Linked DNA regions of Neogale vison: region 1 is linked to region 2. The links are chromatin contacts, called in public Hi-C maps. All regions are on one chromosome and are shown on one strand. The core of a region is the stretch at or near the end of the contact, and the rest is flanking DNA. Distances in the headings are between cores, read along the strand shown. Region 1 overlaps MAML3 (mastermind-like protein 3). Region 2 has its middle 77 kb from the start of SCOC.

Region 1 (7,078 bases), core at 991-3,490, 470 kb after region 2:
CCACTTCTCTTTACTCCACAGCGCTCTTGGGTGGTCTGCTCAATTTAGACCAGATGTATGTTATAGTCAATGGAAAAGTGAGAATCCCAAAGACACCACCACCAGCTGTGGGTCATCAGACAATTTCCTTAACCTTTCAAAGACTTGGGTTTTTTTAATCAACCAAATGTGTTTAATTATGCAAGTGAAGGCATCCAGTAGGTGCCCTCTAAGTGTCACTGGTCTTCTTCCATTATTGCTTCTGGTCTCTGTGTTTGAAGAACATTTCCCAACAGAGGGAACTCTCCTCAAAGCTCTCCATAGTTCTGTCTTGTATCACACCAGGAGATGGAAAGTCCAGTGATGTCTGTGCTTCCTTCAGTGGCCTCACCCCTTCCTCAATCTTGGCTGCTGCTCAGTCCCCACAGCAGACTTGCAGGAGGACTGGCCTTCCGGAAGAATCGTGACTATGGGGTCCTTCCAGAATTCCTTATTCTTTGCATTGCATTACATCCTTTGCATTGCATGAGCAGCCCTCTGAAAGTTTAAGAGTTTTGTTCCAAATGCTGAAGAATTTGCAGTAAAAACCTAAACAAAGTCTGACTTGCTTTTGAAAGTGCAAGACTGCTTTTGCAATCTAAATCAGGGCCCAGAGAGCTCAGATGCCCCAGGAGTACTATTTGCGCCCTGATCCTCAAACTGTGGGGCATCGTAAACATACCTGGAGGGCATGTTAAAGCACTTCCAGAGGTTCTGATTCAGTAGGCTCGGGGTAGGCCTGAGAATTTGTATTTCTAACAGGCTCCTCTGTAATGCTAATGCCGTAGATCTTGGAACTCCACTTTCAGAACCTCTGATTGAATTTAGCCCATTATTTAGCCCAAACTGGAAGTGGGAGAGGTGTGAGCATCTTCTTAACCATTTTCTTTCTGTATCTCACCTCCAAAGTTTCCACTGGTCAAGGGAGGAGTTTTATGAATATGATCTTAATTTGAGGAGGTGGGGCCTGAAACCGAGAGGTCAGATGACTTCCCACAGCCTCAGAATGCCCGTTCACCACCCTGAGCCTCTGGGAATCACAGCCAGACGCGTCCATCAGGCTGCAGTGGGTGTCGGATTCATCCTACGCTGCCCTCTGACACAGAACTGCTGAACTCTTTCCCACCAAGTGTGATGTTCTGCGTGAAACGTTAGCTTCCACCTTTGAAAAGACTTCCTTCTTCTGAAACTTAAAACTTGAATGGTGTCTTTGCAGGAAAAAGCCTCTAGATACTGGTGACGGGTTGGACATAGGAGCCTCTTGATATATAGAACTAGGCTGAATTCCGTTTGGGCTGGAGATTGGTGTTTTTTTTTTTTTTTTTAATTCCTTGATCCAGTTCAGTGTGTGAAAAGCATAGATTTGTTTTTTTGGGACATCCGTTTTATTATTTTTACTTTTTCCTACATGAACAACCCTCCTGTCTCCTCGCCTGCCCTCCGCACCCATTTCCTTCCTGGCCCCGGCACGCACAGTGTGCGGGGAACCCGGGCAATGCGCCCGCGGAGCGCGCCCGGCTCATCCGCTCAGCAGCAGCGCACGCCGGCCAAGGGCCTCCGCGGCCCCCGTGCGACTCGCCCGCGCCCCGGGACCGCCTCGTCGGTTTCTTTGTTAGAGACGCCTGCGCTGAGAGGTATCTTCGGGCCTGCCGCCCCACTCCTGACTTCTTAGAGCCCCCTAAGGACTTGTAAGCATATAAGATCGAGTCAAGAGGCTAAATTACGCCCCAGGGGACTTTTTAAGTAAAATCCTAAATTTCATTTAGGCTGTTCGTAGGCCATGTGATTGCAAAGACTCTGAGCCAGGGCCGCCCAGAGCGCCGCCCTCCCGCGCGGGCTTTGTGCAGCCTGGGCTGCGGGGAACTCTGCCCCTCTCGGACGGTCAGCCCCGGGGGCTGGTGTACGCCACTTGCCCTCCCCTCTCCGGGCGCCACCGCACCCCCACCCCCACCCCCATCTCCTCCAGCTCCCAGCCCTTCCGTTTCCTTCTCCGGCCTCCCCCACCCCGCCCTGAAAGCTCCCTCCCCTCGGGCTGCAAGGAAAGTCGGTAATAAGAAACCAGTTCGGTGTCGGTCGGAGAGAGGGGGGAGATAACCCCAGAGATACACGGCAATGGAGAGAGAACTCATTTTGTGTAAAGAGGGCCTCGAGTCACCAGGGAATTCCTGGATTGTCTCAGGCTGTCGTGTGTGATGTCCATCACGCCGTGCGAACACCATCTGCTCGGTATTATGCTCTCAGTTGCCAGGCTACCTGCTGTACGCAGTAACACTTGACTGCCTGGCTCCACGTTCGCCGCGTCCGCCCAGACGCGCGGGGCGGGGGCCGGGGGGCGGCGCGGGGAGTGGGGGGAAGGAACAGGAGTCCTGATTAAGCCATCTGGGGGGCGGGGGGCCGGGGGGAGGAGAGCGCCGCGCGGGCGGAGCTGGGCCTGCCAGGCGGAGCGCCGGGCTGACACCACCATCTGCTGGGGCAGGCGGAGAACAGCAGCTGCTCCTTGTTCCTCCGACGAGGACCGCCTGGAAAAGGCTGAAGCCGGGGCCGTCCTCGAGGTCCTCGAGGCCCCCAAGTCCCGGCCCCGCGGCCCCCGTCTCTACGGGCAGCCTTTCGTGAGCCCCCTGCCCTGGAGCCGGCGCTCTTTGGGTTGGCCGCCAGCCACCCCGGCCCCTCTCACCCAAACACTACGCTTGTTCTTGAAAACACTTAAGAGAAATGAAGCTTCGCCACGCACAGATTTATAAATAAACAGCTGGCTGCTCTGGGGAGATATTTTTACCACAGCTGGGGTGGTTTTTTTTTGTTTTTTTGAAGTAGAAAACTGCCTCTTCGGAGGAGGCAGGGCGTTTTTTACACCTCCTACCTCTCTCCAGCCCTTGGAAAAATCGCTAAGATCTTTTCCCTGGAGAAGCAGCTAGGTAAAATGGGTTCATTGCTTCTGGTTTGTTCCCCCTCCCTTTCTCTTACTGAAGAGTGCGAAGGTTTGGGGAGTAATGAGGGTCTACGTTGGCCAATTGCATTTCTAAGGGGAAGCTACTGGCAAGGCAAGGGAGGTCGCTGGGCAGGGGGCGGGGTGGAGAACGAGCCGGTAATTAAAACTAAAAATACTGCATCATTTGGCTTCAAGGCATTACATTTCTCTGACGAAAGCTCAGCCTGGTTTTCTCTAATTGCACACGCAGTGTGTGTCCTCCTTAGAAACAAGAGCGGTGGCCTGAAATCCTGAAATTCGACAGACTATTGCTCATTAAGCCCTCTCAGACTGGAGGTTAAAAGCTGCCATGTAATATGAAACAGTTAATGGCCTCAGCCAGCTCCATTTGTAAGGCAAGCCTCACACTTTGGAATACACACTTGAGGCTGGGGCTCTAGGTGTCACTCACCCGCTGCTGAATGCATTAGAGCTTGTTGAGAAAGACCTAGATTCACCCATGTTTGATGTTTCATAGGGAAGGCAAGCCTTGAAAATGCACATGGCCCTCCCGTCCCTAGGTTTGTAGGTCTTCTGCAAGAAACCCCAAGGCAAAGCCTTTGGGAGGGAATCATTTGGAGAAATGCATAATCCTGGGAAGTAATAACCTAACTATCTCTTTGGGGAGTTTTCTTTTCTTTTCTCTCTCTCTCTCTTTTTTTTTTTTTTTTTTTTTTTTTTTTGTCCCCACTGTGCTTTTGAAGTATTTTCCCCCAGGAAGACAGGGGCCAAAAGTGGCTGGGTGTATCTACATCACCATTTCATTTGCCTCTCCCTTACTTCCAGGGTGGAGAAAAGGCTAGGAAAGCAACTCGTGGCTACTTAACAGTTCTGAGCATGTGCCCCGGCTACCCAGGCCTGCTCACCCAGGAAGAGAATATCTCAGAGTGCCCAAAGATTAACAGGGCCAGCCCAGACCAGCCCTGTCCTAAAACTAGCTGAAGCAAACTTTATCTTCCCTTGGGTCACATTTTTTTCTAGCTTTCTCCTCCTTATCAAAATTTGGAAATATCAAATATACTGAAATACACACGGGGTGGTAGGGGGAACAAACAAAACCCTGTATTCTGTATTTTTGCTGATTGATTAACTGTTTCTACTTGAGTGTGAATTCATTTGTTAAAGTGTTAAGTCAATCAGCCATTTGTTTCTAAAGGTGGCAAGCAGCAGCTTTATCCCATTGGAAGAAAGGACTTGGAAACAGGAAGCAAATACTGGGGGGGAAAGGGGGAGACTGAAATATCTTGATGGCCTGCAGGGGTCAGGCCTAAAGGAAACTGTGGTAGCCTAAAGGTTCTTGGCATTTTTCAGTGTAAGTTCTTTTTCACATAAATATTTCACAGCTGTCTACCTAATAATTGACTACCGAGAAAATATACAAAGACAAAAAGGGTTTTGCAACAACACTTACATTTGAAAAATAGAACACAGTACACTTATGGGGGACATACTGTATATTTAGTCTGCAAGCAGTTCTTGGGCATACACTTGGCACCAGTGACCTGCAGTCTGGGAAGGGCCTGTGCTAGTGGAAGGAATACTAAATTTAGACCCCAGGTCAGTGTTCTTTTTTTTTTTTTTTTTTTTTTTTTAAAAGATTATTTATTTATTTATTTGACAGAGAGAGAGAGATCACAAGTAGGCAGAGAGACAGGCAGAGAGAGGAAGGGAAGCAGGCCCCCTGCTGAGCACAGAGCCCGATGTGGGACTTGATCCTAGGACCCTGAGATCGTGACCTGAGCCGAAGGCAGTGGCTTAACCCACTGAGCCACCCAGGCGCCCCCCAGGTCAGTGTTCTGATTCTGTTCTTTCCGATTCTTCCTTTGGCTAAGTGTGACCTGGGCTACCGCACTAACTCCCCAGAACTACTTGGCCTCTTGTTCCCAGGCTGAGAGGAGTAATGGTTTTTTGTTTTGCTTGTCGTTTGTGTCAGTGGAGGGTGAGAGGTAGAGCAGCTGAAAATGTGGTTAATGTATCTCGCTACTGGAAAGAGAAGCACGAGTGGCTGAGCACCACACCACAGAAGGAAGGTCCACCAGCCCAGGCTGTGGGGAATCCAGTCCAGGACTGGGTCTGTAGGAGAGTCAGAGATCAAACTCAACTGTATGTTTTGAGAGGACAGTGCCAGCCTGATTGACTATATCTGTACCAAAGAGCAAAACAGAAGTAGGAAAAAATATTAAAACCCAGTTTGGAGACAAAAATATGTAAATAACCGTAGAGTTATTCGTATTCATTTCTTACTATTTTGGCCTCATGGTGATCCCGCACCCTGTGACTGGGTATGTCCTTACGTGTGTGCCCGTTTAATTTGTGTTCATCTCAGACATCAGATCCTCTGTGTTGAGATTGATTACTTGAAACTTGAATGAGTTAAAAGGAACATTTCTGCAGAGTAGTCTGACCATACATGCCATTACCAGGTGCACTTGGTAGATGAACAAGAAAGCAACTATCTAGAAGCCGAATCTTATGGTCACCTACCAACTCTGCCCATCAGCTATTTTTCCCTGGTCTACACTGTCTGGCTGTTATGGGCTTCCCCTCTGAACACATCTTCTAAGTAGTCACTAGATTCTGTGGGTAGTTTTCTACCACTTAACTTCCTACTCCTTAAATACCAATCCTTACAAGTTGCCATCGTTTGACTGAGACAATTGTAGAATCAAAAGACCCAAATCAACCCCCACATTTTAAATTGTCCCAGACATAGGAGGCTTGGTTCTATTTTGAAAGATGTCGGGAGATTGCGTAGCTTTGTTCAGTGTAACACATTCCCAGTTCTCACCATCAACAACTCCCACTAGCAGGATTTTTTTTTTTACATATAGCAAAGCTTTCTAGTGTTGCAATTAATTAGAATTCCATCGAATAGTAGATCTTTTGATTAATAAATTCCAGAATTCTTCTGTAAATGTCTTTCCTGCTAACTTAAAAGAAGTCCATTTAAGCCAGGTGGGCAGTGAAGGTTAGGAGGTAAGGTCAGGGGGCGCCTGGGTGGCTCAGTGCATTAAGCCTCTGCCTTGGGCCCGGGTCATGATCTCAGGGTCCTGGGATCAAGTCCCGCATTGGTCTCTGCTCAGCAGGGAACCTGCTTACCCCTCTCTCTCTCTCTGCCTACTGCTCTGCCTTCTTATGATCTTTGTCTGTCAAATAAATAAAATCTTAAAAAAAAAAAAAAAAGAGGTAAGGTCAGGCTATCTCATTCCAAACTCAAGGTGAGCCCAGTCTGAGGTCTTCATCCCTTTCCTTTGGAGGAAAGTAGAATGCTAACTGATTACCCGGCCTTTGTCCTTTAATCAGTCCCATCCAAAAGAGACTGGACTTGCTCTCAGATATCCCAGAGCCGTCCTGTATTACTGTCCCCCTGCACCCCTCCAGTTCCACCATGGTAAGGCCAGATTTGAGGATTCCTATGTTTCTGTGGAATAGAATGTGTGCCACTGGGGACCTCTTGGATCCACAAGCAGAGGCCTCTGCCCCATGCTTCCTTTCAAATATGAAATCTGTGCTTTCTCTCATCTTCCTGTCCTCCCAGGAACAGCACCCAGTTGGACTCCCCCGGACCACAGGCCCCATGCAGTCCTCGGTGCCCCCAGGCTCGAGCGGCATGGTGTCCGGAGCCAGTGCCGCGGGACCCGGCTTCCTTGGCAGCCAGCCCCAAGCAGCCATCATGAAGCAAATGCTCATGGATCAGCGGGCCCAGCTGATGGAGCAACAGAAGCAACAGTTCCTGCGGGAGCAAAGGCAGCAGCAGCAGCAGCAACAGCAGCAGCAGCAGATTCTGGCCGAGCAGGTAACATGATGCATTTATTCAGTGCCTGGTGTCTGCAGGAGAGTTCCAGTTCCCCTCCTTCGTCAAGGTAGTCACAGTCCAGCATTTTCCAGGATCACAGAAGAACCTGCAGAATTTAGACCTTTCAATTAGTTAAGCTTTTTCTTAGAATGAATGAGTTTGTTCTTAAAAGACAGGCTTCAGCCATCAATTTGAAGGCCTATTTGTCAGAGACATTTCTTTCGATTCAAGCCTGACTCCTTTTCTTCCGGTTTCTGGTACGGGGTCTGCACCATCAGAGTGGGGGTTGGGAGGCT
Region 2 (7,035 bases), core at 2,188-4,687:
TGGGGTTTCAAAGGAGAGAGAGAAATCAAATTAGGGCGTCCATTTTAATCTTGTAAGGATTGATTCCTGGTCAGCCTTATGCAACCTTTTGTAGAAAAGGGTGTTTCCTCTGTGTCTGAACATTGCCAATGCATTTTTCCATTGACTTACATCAACTTCAGTAATAAACCGCTCCGGGTGCATTTCCAGGCATTTCTCTATCGCAGTCTAATGTAGTATTGTAATTCAAAGTAGTGTCCAGTTCCACTTGTTGAGGACAAACAGAGAGTCTGGCAAAAACCAGGCCGTTGTATTCATGGTCAGTTGTATCTTGGCACATCTCCCCTTCTGTGCAAGTACTCTGGGTCAGATGTCAAGAAGTTACTAACAAAAAACTATAAATAGACGACAGAGAGACAACTAGACAATAGCTAGCTAGCTAGGAAGATTATGATTAGGAAGAAATGGTCAGTCCATATGATCTATCATTTCCAAAAACCAAACCTGAACTATAGTTTCCACCTGGGGCCTGCTTCCTCAGAGAGGAAAAGACACGCTATTCTTGAGGCTCACGGAATTACTCAGAAAGAGAAGAGAAAGCAGACCCTGCAACTCAGGAGAGACAGAGAGCCGTGCTCCAACTCAGACATCGTCGAAAGGGCTCTTCCGCTTCTACAATTAATGAATGTCTGACCAAGTTTGAAAATAAGGAACTTGGAGTAAAGAGCTCAGACGAGAGAGGTCGGCATGGTCTTGGCCTTGTATTCCGGAGAGAAGAGCTAGTGCCTCCGTTGGGGGTGACAACCTGATTAGATGGATTGCCTTCTTCGGGGAGATGCAGAAAACATCTTCACGTAACCCTCAGTCAAAAACTAGGCATGGGAGGGAAGTGTCTCCCAGACAGCTGGCAGCAGACGCTGGCCTTGGGCAGAACCACAGAAAACTGCGGAAAGTCATCGATGAGGACATATCCAGAAAAGGGGACAAGATGAAACCTCCACTCAGACATGAGGAAAAGCTGGAGTGAAACTTGTTAATAACCATCTTATCACAGCCCGAACATGGGGGTGATTTGCACACCTGGGTCTGGGTCTCCCGGAGCTATGTGGGCAGAAGAGAAGCATCTGCAGGGCCAAAGTGCTTGGCGGAGGGTGGGAAGAGCCTCTCCCACCTGCAACAGACCCCTGCTGTGTGGTGGGCGTGGCAGCCTGACAGGGAGAGCCTCGTCACCAGCTACAGGGGGAGAAGGAGCCGTCACTAGTGGAAAGGTGAGGTTGACTGTATGAGGACTTCGTTGCTGCCTGAGACTCAGGTTTCCACGAGCTCATCAGCAATTCTGCCGGGGAATGTTCCCTGCCTGGGGAACCGGAAGGCGAAGTGGGGACTCATGACAGCACAGCCAGAGGTACAAAATGGCAACGGCACGCGGATGCTTCTGGCAACTATAGGGTCCTGCAGAGCAGAAAGCTGTCACGTGACAGCAGGAGGGTAGAAATGGTCATGATGATGATGCTGACAAATACTTAGTATTATGTGCCAGGCACTGTACTAAGCTCTTTACACATTCTGTTGCTTTAAATCCTCATAATAAACTTAAGAGGCACTGTTATTATCCCCAAATGAGGAGACAAGCTCAGAGAGGTTAAATAGCTTGTTTATATTTATAGCCTGCTCTCCTCAACACTGCCAGATACCTCAGGGGCCTCTCTCCCATTTTGTTTGTTTTTTGGGTTTTTTTGGTCTGAAAAAGACACTCAGGGGAAGAACAGAGGCACATAACCGACTCTCCTGCAGGTTACAGGCCTCTCCCGTAAGTGTGTTCACTCACAGAGGCCTTGAACAAAGCCCATGCACAGCTACGTGAAAATCTTGTCTTCCAGATGACATCCCGGTGCAGGCGAAGGGAAAAAATAAATTTGCTAAGCTTTCGATGTAGCCGTTGTCCCCATCAGAAGCAAGAGCATCTCTGTAATGATGAAAAGCACTATAATTTTAACCTTGTTATTGGACTAAGCACAATTTACGCTAGTGATAGAAGAAAAAGAAAAGATTTATGAGATGTAAGATAGAAAGATAAACTCTTGTCCCTTAGCGGCTATTAGAAACATTGCCCAAATACCATAAATGTGTGAAAGATGACATGATTATTTTTGCATTTCCACTGGGCATTTCCTATATTGCAAGAATTTACAAGGACAGAAGTCCCCAGTACAGATGGTAGAGCTGGAGGGGAAGGCAGTAGAGTCAACAGCCACATGCCCAGCTCCTCCTCTGAGATGGAGTCCCCAGAGGCCAAGCCCCAGGCGGGCCCGGCTGTGTAAGGCAGGTGGCTTTAGGCATGGAGAGTACACTCAAGCTGCCTAAGGTACAACACCTGCCAGCACCCTCTTTCAGTCCCACCTCTAAACACCTGCAATTAAACAATTTTGGTGGCAATACCCTGACCCGTGTTTCGTCCAGATTTGGTGTCAGATTCTGGTCCTCACCCAGATCTGGAACATGAGACAGTGCCCAGGGCAGTGAAGGAGGCACGAGGAGAACAAGCTGATGTTCATCTCCTTGCCTCACAAAGCCCGTAAACAGAAACTTCCAAGAAGTTAGGGCCGCCAACCTTGCCCCAAGTAGCCACGGAAGGTTTCCTTTTAGAAGAGAAAGGAAATAGATACCGGAATGTGGTTTAACTGAAACCAGCTTGAAATCAGCCTTGCAGCTGGCCAGCCTGGACGGGTTATCCTCGAAGGGCATCATCGACACTAACATCTGAAGGCCTGCTCGTAAGAAGCTAGTCGTGACCTGGGCTGCTGAGTCAGGTCCATGATGGGGGCTGGGTGGAGCCTGCGGTTAAATTAGGTAATGGGTCTCTTGGCTATCTTCAAGAGCAGAAAGTAAATTTAGACGTTGACCTCTGGAGAAACTTAATAGCAGGCTTGGTTTAGGAAGATAGGACAACAACTAGTAGGGAAATTGGGGCTCCAAGCTTTACTCATCTTGAGTGGCTTCCATCATGTGTTTCTTCAGCATAGGGCTGTGAACTGCATGGGTCTGCAACACAGAAACCCGCTCACTGCTTTGGGTTTCCCCTTCCACAAAGTGGGCGTCATTTCAATCAATCCCTCTCTCTCCAACAGAGATATTAAGAGGGTGAGTTACCAAACACCCGCCAATCGCTTGAGGTGTCCTCCAGAGAGGTGCTCCATAGGTAGGTGATATGGAAATCGTCCTGTCAAGCAGCAACGTGAAGGCCTTACGTGGGTGGAAAGGAGGGCTGCGTGCACGAGGTCCCGGAGGGAAGCGTGGTGACTGCTGTAGGTAATCGGGAGTACTTGAGATGCTGTCTTCCATATTTAAATGTAGGCTGCAAATGGAAAAACAGGTTTTACAACTCTAAATGCACTTTCTACTACACAGAATGGTGACTGGAGCAAAAGCAAAAATAGCTGCTCACACCATACTCTGAGAAAATCTAAATCTGAAAATGATCATTTTTATTTGCATGCTACCAAATAAGGACATGGGGAAGCAATGAGTCACCAGTGTTCCAGCACGCCCCAGACTCCAACATGCTGGGAGGGTGTTCTTTAAAATGAGATTTGGACATTCTAAAATTTACATGAAGCTTCCCCTGCCCCCTCCCCCCACCATGTAACTGTAAGTTCTGAAAAATGGGCCGAATCACAACTTGGCGGAACAGTTAGGCTGCTGCTCCAATGAACGAGTTCCATACTTGGAGAACCTGGGATATATGGGAATAACACTTCACATCTGAAGGGTACCTTAGACTTTTAAAAGTTCTTCCACCTACATCATCTCATTTGATCACATTTGATTCTCACAAAATCCTCGAGGCAAGGTGTTTGTAAGTGTGTGGTTGTCATATTAAAATATCATTAAACCGTGGGGCTTTTTGTAGAGACAGGATGAATTGCTGCTGCCAGAGAGGGAAAAAAGGAACAAACAAATGAAAACGAGGGGATTTAGAGATCTAAGCTCCCTGTTAACATTTCCCGTGGCCCCTGTACAAACCCAAGTTCTTAAAGTGCCAGAACCCAGCAGAAAGGTTGAGGAACTGCTTGCAAGCCAAGTGTGTTTTCTTTTTCTCTGTGCTTTCAGAAGACAGCTTAAAGAGAGTTAGGGAATGTTCTGGCCTTTTGTTTTGAAACTTCCTCTGCTTGTTGTCTCCTTGACTGCAGACTGTGAGATTGGTCTATTTGCTTTAAACAGACTGAACAACCTTTAAAATAAGCAGACTTCTATGACGGGCTGCCTTATTTTGGATGTGCAAAGATGTTTACTGAGCTTCTCATCTAAGACTCGATTCTTCTCTCAGCGTGACACAGTTAAGGGTTTAAAGGGGAGCGCCGTCTGTTGTAGCATGTTTTAGAAGGTGCCAGAAGAAAAATGCCTCTGTTCTACAGCATGATCAGCTGTCTGCAACTCCCCAAGGATTTTTCGTGAACCTTAGAAGGAAATCTGTATTATTCAGGCTCCCAAGGGCAAACCACTCTTGCCAAGAGACCTGAGCAGTTTTCAAAGATGGAAAACCTTTCTTGTGTTCCCAGTAACCAGCTTAGCCTCGAGTCAGGGTTGGGGGCTCAAGACCTTCATGAAACCCAGGAAAAGCATTTTCTGGAGACTTTTGGATGATTACCATAGGTTTTACATATTAACTCACAGCAAAATAATGAAATAAACAAATGAAAAGGATATCCACATTGCCCCCCTTCTTCATCAGACAGAGAGAAAGGGGTAAACAGGGGGGACTTCTATCCATCCCCCCACAACCACCCCAACTTATCACCCATCTTTGTGGAGCACAGCTCACTGTGTGGAGGCTTGCCCCCCACCCCACTCCAGGAAAAGAGGCCATGAGGGTGAGCAAGTCAGGGAGTGTTGGGCATCAGGACATCAAACAGTAGATCATAATAGAAACCAGAGTTCAGGACACAAGGGGTCTGATCCTGCCTCCATCTCGAATTACTTGCGTGACTTTGGTCAAGGCATCTCTCTGTCGTTCATCTGTAAAACCAGAGGTGGGACTAAGTGTTCCCCAAGCTTCCTAATAGCTCCTAAAAATTAGGATTGTCTTGGTAAGGACCGTGTGAAGAGGTTGTGAGGCAAAGTGTGATTATCCCTCTTAGCTGTAAAAGAACAGACTTGGGAGGTGGTGTGAAAATCACCCACAAGAAAGCCTTGTGATGGGTTGGAAAACCATACAGAAACACAGAATTGCGTGCGGTGTATACCATGCATGAGATCTATGAGGCTATATAAAATGAGACTCGGGTAAGAAAGCCCACATCTTAAAGCAGAAAAGTCAGGGGTTTGAACTGAAGCTGTGCCCTATTCCTTTCTACAATCTCGCCGCATGATAATGTAGCACCTTGTGCACACAATTAAATGTCAGCCACAGAAAACATTTCCCTTGGCTTTGTTGTTCCAGAACGGGATTCTTTTGTCCTCAATATAATGGATATGCAGAAACAATGATAGAACAGAGATTTTTTTCTAAAGCGATGACAAACACACTGCTGCTTCCTCCCTCCCTCCTTCCTCCTTATCCCCACCCCCCAAAATAAATCATTGTTCAAAAAAAAAATCCCATTGTCTATTGTCCACGGAGATCAAGATCTGCCTAGGAACAGCTCTGGTGGGCTCGCAGTGGCCCCCAGCAGCCGGTAGGTGGCGCACGAAGGCAGCGCAGGCGGGAACGAGGGGCTGATCCCGGCTTGGTGGGGAGACGGGAGCAGGGGGTCCCGCCGCCCCCACCCCCGCCCGCCCGCCGTCTTCCACCCCCTCCTCACGTGCTAATTGCTGGATACTCTACTGGGACTTGGGTTAGGGGGAAAGAAAGCGGGAATGGGAGGCGGGGAAGGGAGGTGGGGAATCGGGTTCCAAATACACAAAGGCTCCGGGGTCTCGCTGCCCGGGAGCGGGGCGCCCCTTCACTTCCCTCCCCCAGCCTCCCTCCGCGGCGGTGGCTGCCTCCAAAGGAGAGAACCGGCCACTGGGAGGAAAATGGTGATCTGGGTGCGGAGTCCCACGAGCCGCGGTGCCTCGGCTCGCCAGCGCCTGGACGCGTCCTTCCCCCGCTCAGCCGTCTCGGGCTTCGGAGCCCCAGCCCACCCCAAACGCTGTGCAGCCGGGCGCGGGGCTGCCCTCCGACTGGGGGCAGGACCTGCCGGCAGGGCCACGTCCCCACCAACAGGGTCTGGCCGAGCCCCGGAGCAGCAGGGTCCCCTGTGGGTGCCTGGCCCCGGTTGGCGCCATCAGCAGTCCTCCTTCCGAGAAGAGCCACCAGACCCTGCCCCTCCTGCGTCGGGGGCTGGCGCTGTCAGTTCGCGCGACGCTGAGCGGGCCACGCGGTCGTACGACCCCCAACCTCTGTCTAGTAGAACATGGTGTTAAGATTCCTGATGGCCCTAAAGTCAGAGGCCTGGGTTGAAACGTGAGCATTAACACCTGGGGCTTTGTGACCTTGGGGCTGTTCCTAAACTCCCTGAGCTTCCATCTCCCTAGCTATAAAATGCGGCAGTAATACTTACCTCATAGGAATGTTGTGAGGATTTTTTAAAAGTGGTACTTAACTTAGCAGGAGGCCTGGCTACAGTAACTATGATTATTAACAACCTGACTCTCCTTAGAGAGGGAGGAAGATGCACAGTTTGCTGCCCTTGAGACAGATCTGGAATCATTGTTGCCGAGACCTGAGAAGGGTTGGAGGAGGAGATCCAAGGGAACGTCTTCAGACTGGCCACCTCTAACAGAAGATGACATGGGTCTCCCTGCTGCCTTCAGCCCCAGGCCCTCCTCCTGCCCCTGAGGTTGGGCTGTGGCTGTTAGGTTCTTTTCCTCCTCTTCCCCGATATGCATTCTCACTGGTTTTATAGGCCCTCCTCCTTAGGAGAGTTCTGCTAGAACGCATTACGTGGGTTTCCCCAGTCAGACACACCCAGGTTGGAATCCTAGATCCCTCATTTGCTAGCTGGGAAATTGGGCAGGTTATTTAAGGTCCCTGAGCTTCAGTCTGCTACTTGATAAAAACGGTGGTCTGATTCT

The links. A called contact is a pair of places that touch in the nucleus more often than the background predicts.
Region 1: a contact with region 2 is called in a Hi-C map of muscle, with 15 times the contacts expected there. The contact joins two enhancer-like sites. A contact is called at or near these places in 2 of 3 Hi-C or Micro-C datasets (fibroblasts and muscle).

The regions. Positions count from the first base shown.
Region 1 is chr11:72,245,366-72,252,443 of ASM_NN_V1, forward strand. MAML3 (mastermind-like protein 3) reads left to right here. Exons shown (of 5, transcript XM_044268051.1): 3 at 6,525-6,782. Among named protein-coding and RNA genes, the nearest start is that of MGST2, 50 kb to the right of the region's middle. Within about 2 kb of position 2,241, the one cell type or tissue checked has open chromatin away from gene starts, as enhancers often do. A contact at or near this core is called in fibroblasts, where this site is marked.
Region 2 is chr11:71,773,559-71,780,593 of ASM_NN_V1, forward strand. No RefSeq gene overlaps it. Among named protein-coding and RNA genes, the nearest start is that of SCOC, 77 kb to the left of the region's middle. Within about 2 kb of position 3,438, the one cell type or tissue checked has open chromatin away from gene starts, as enhancers often do. A contact at or near this core is called in fibroblasts, where this site is marked.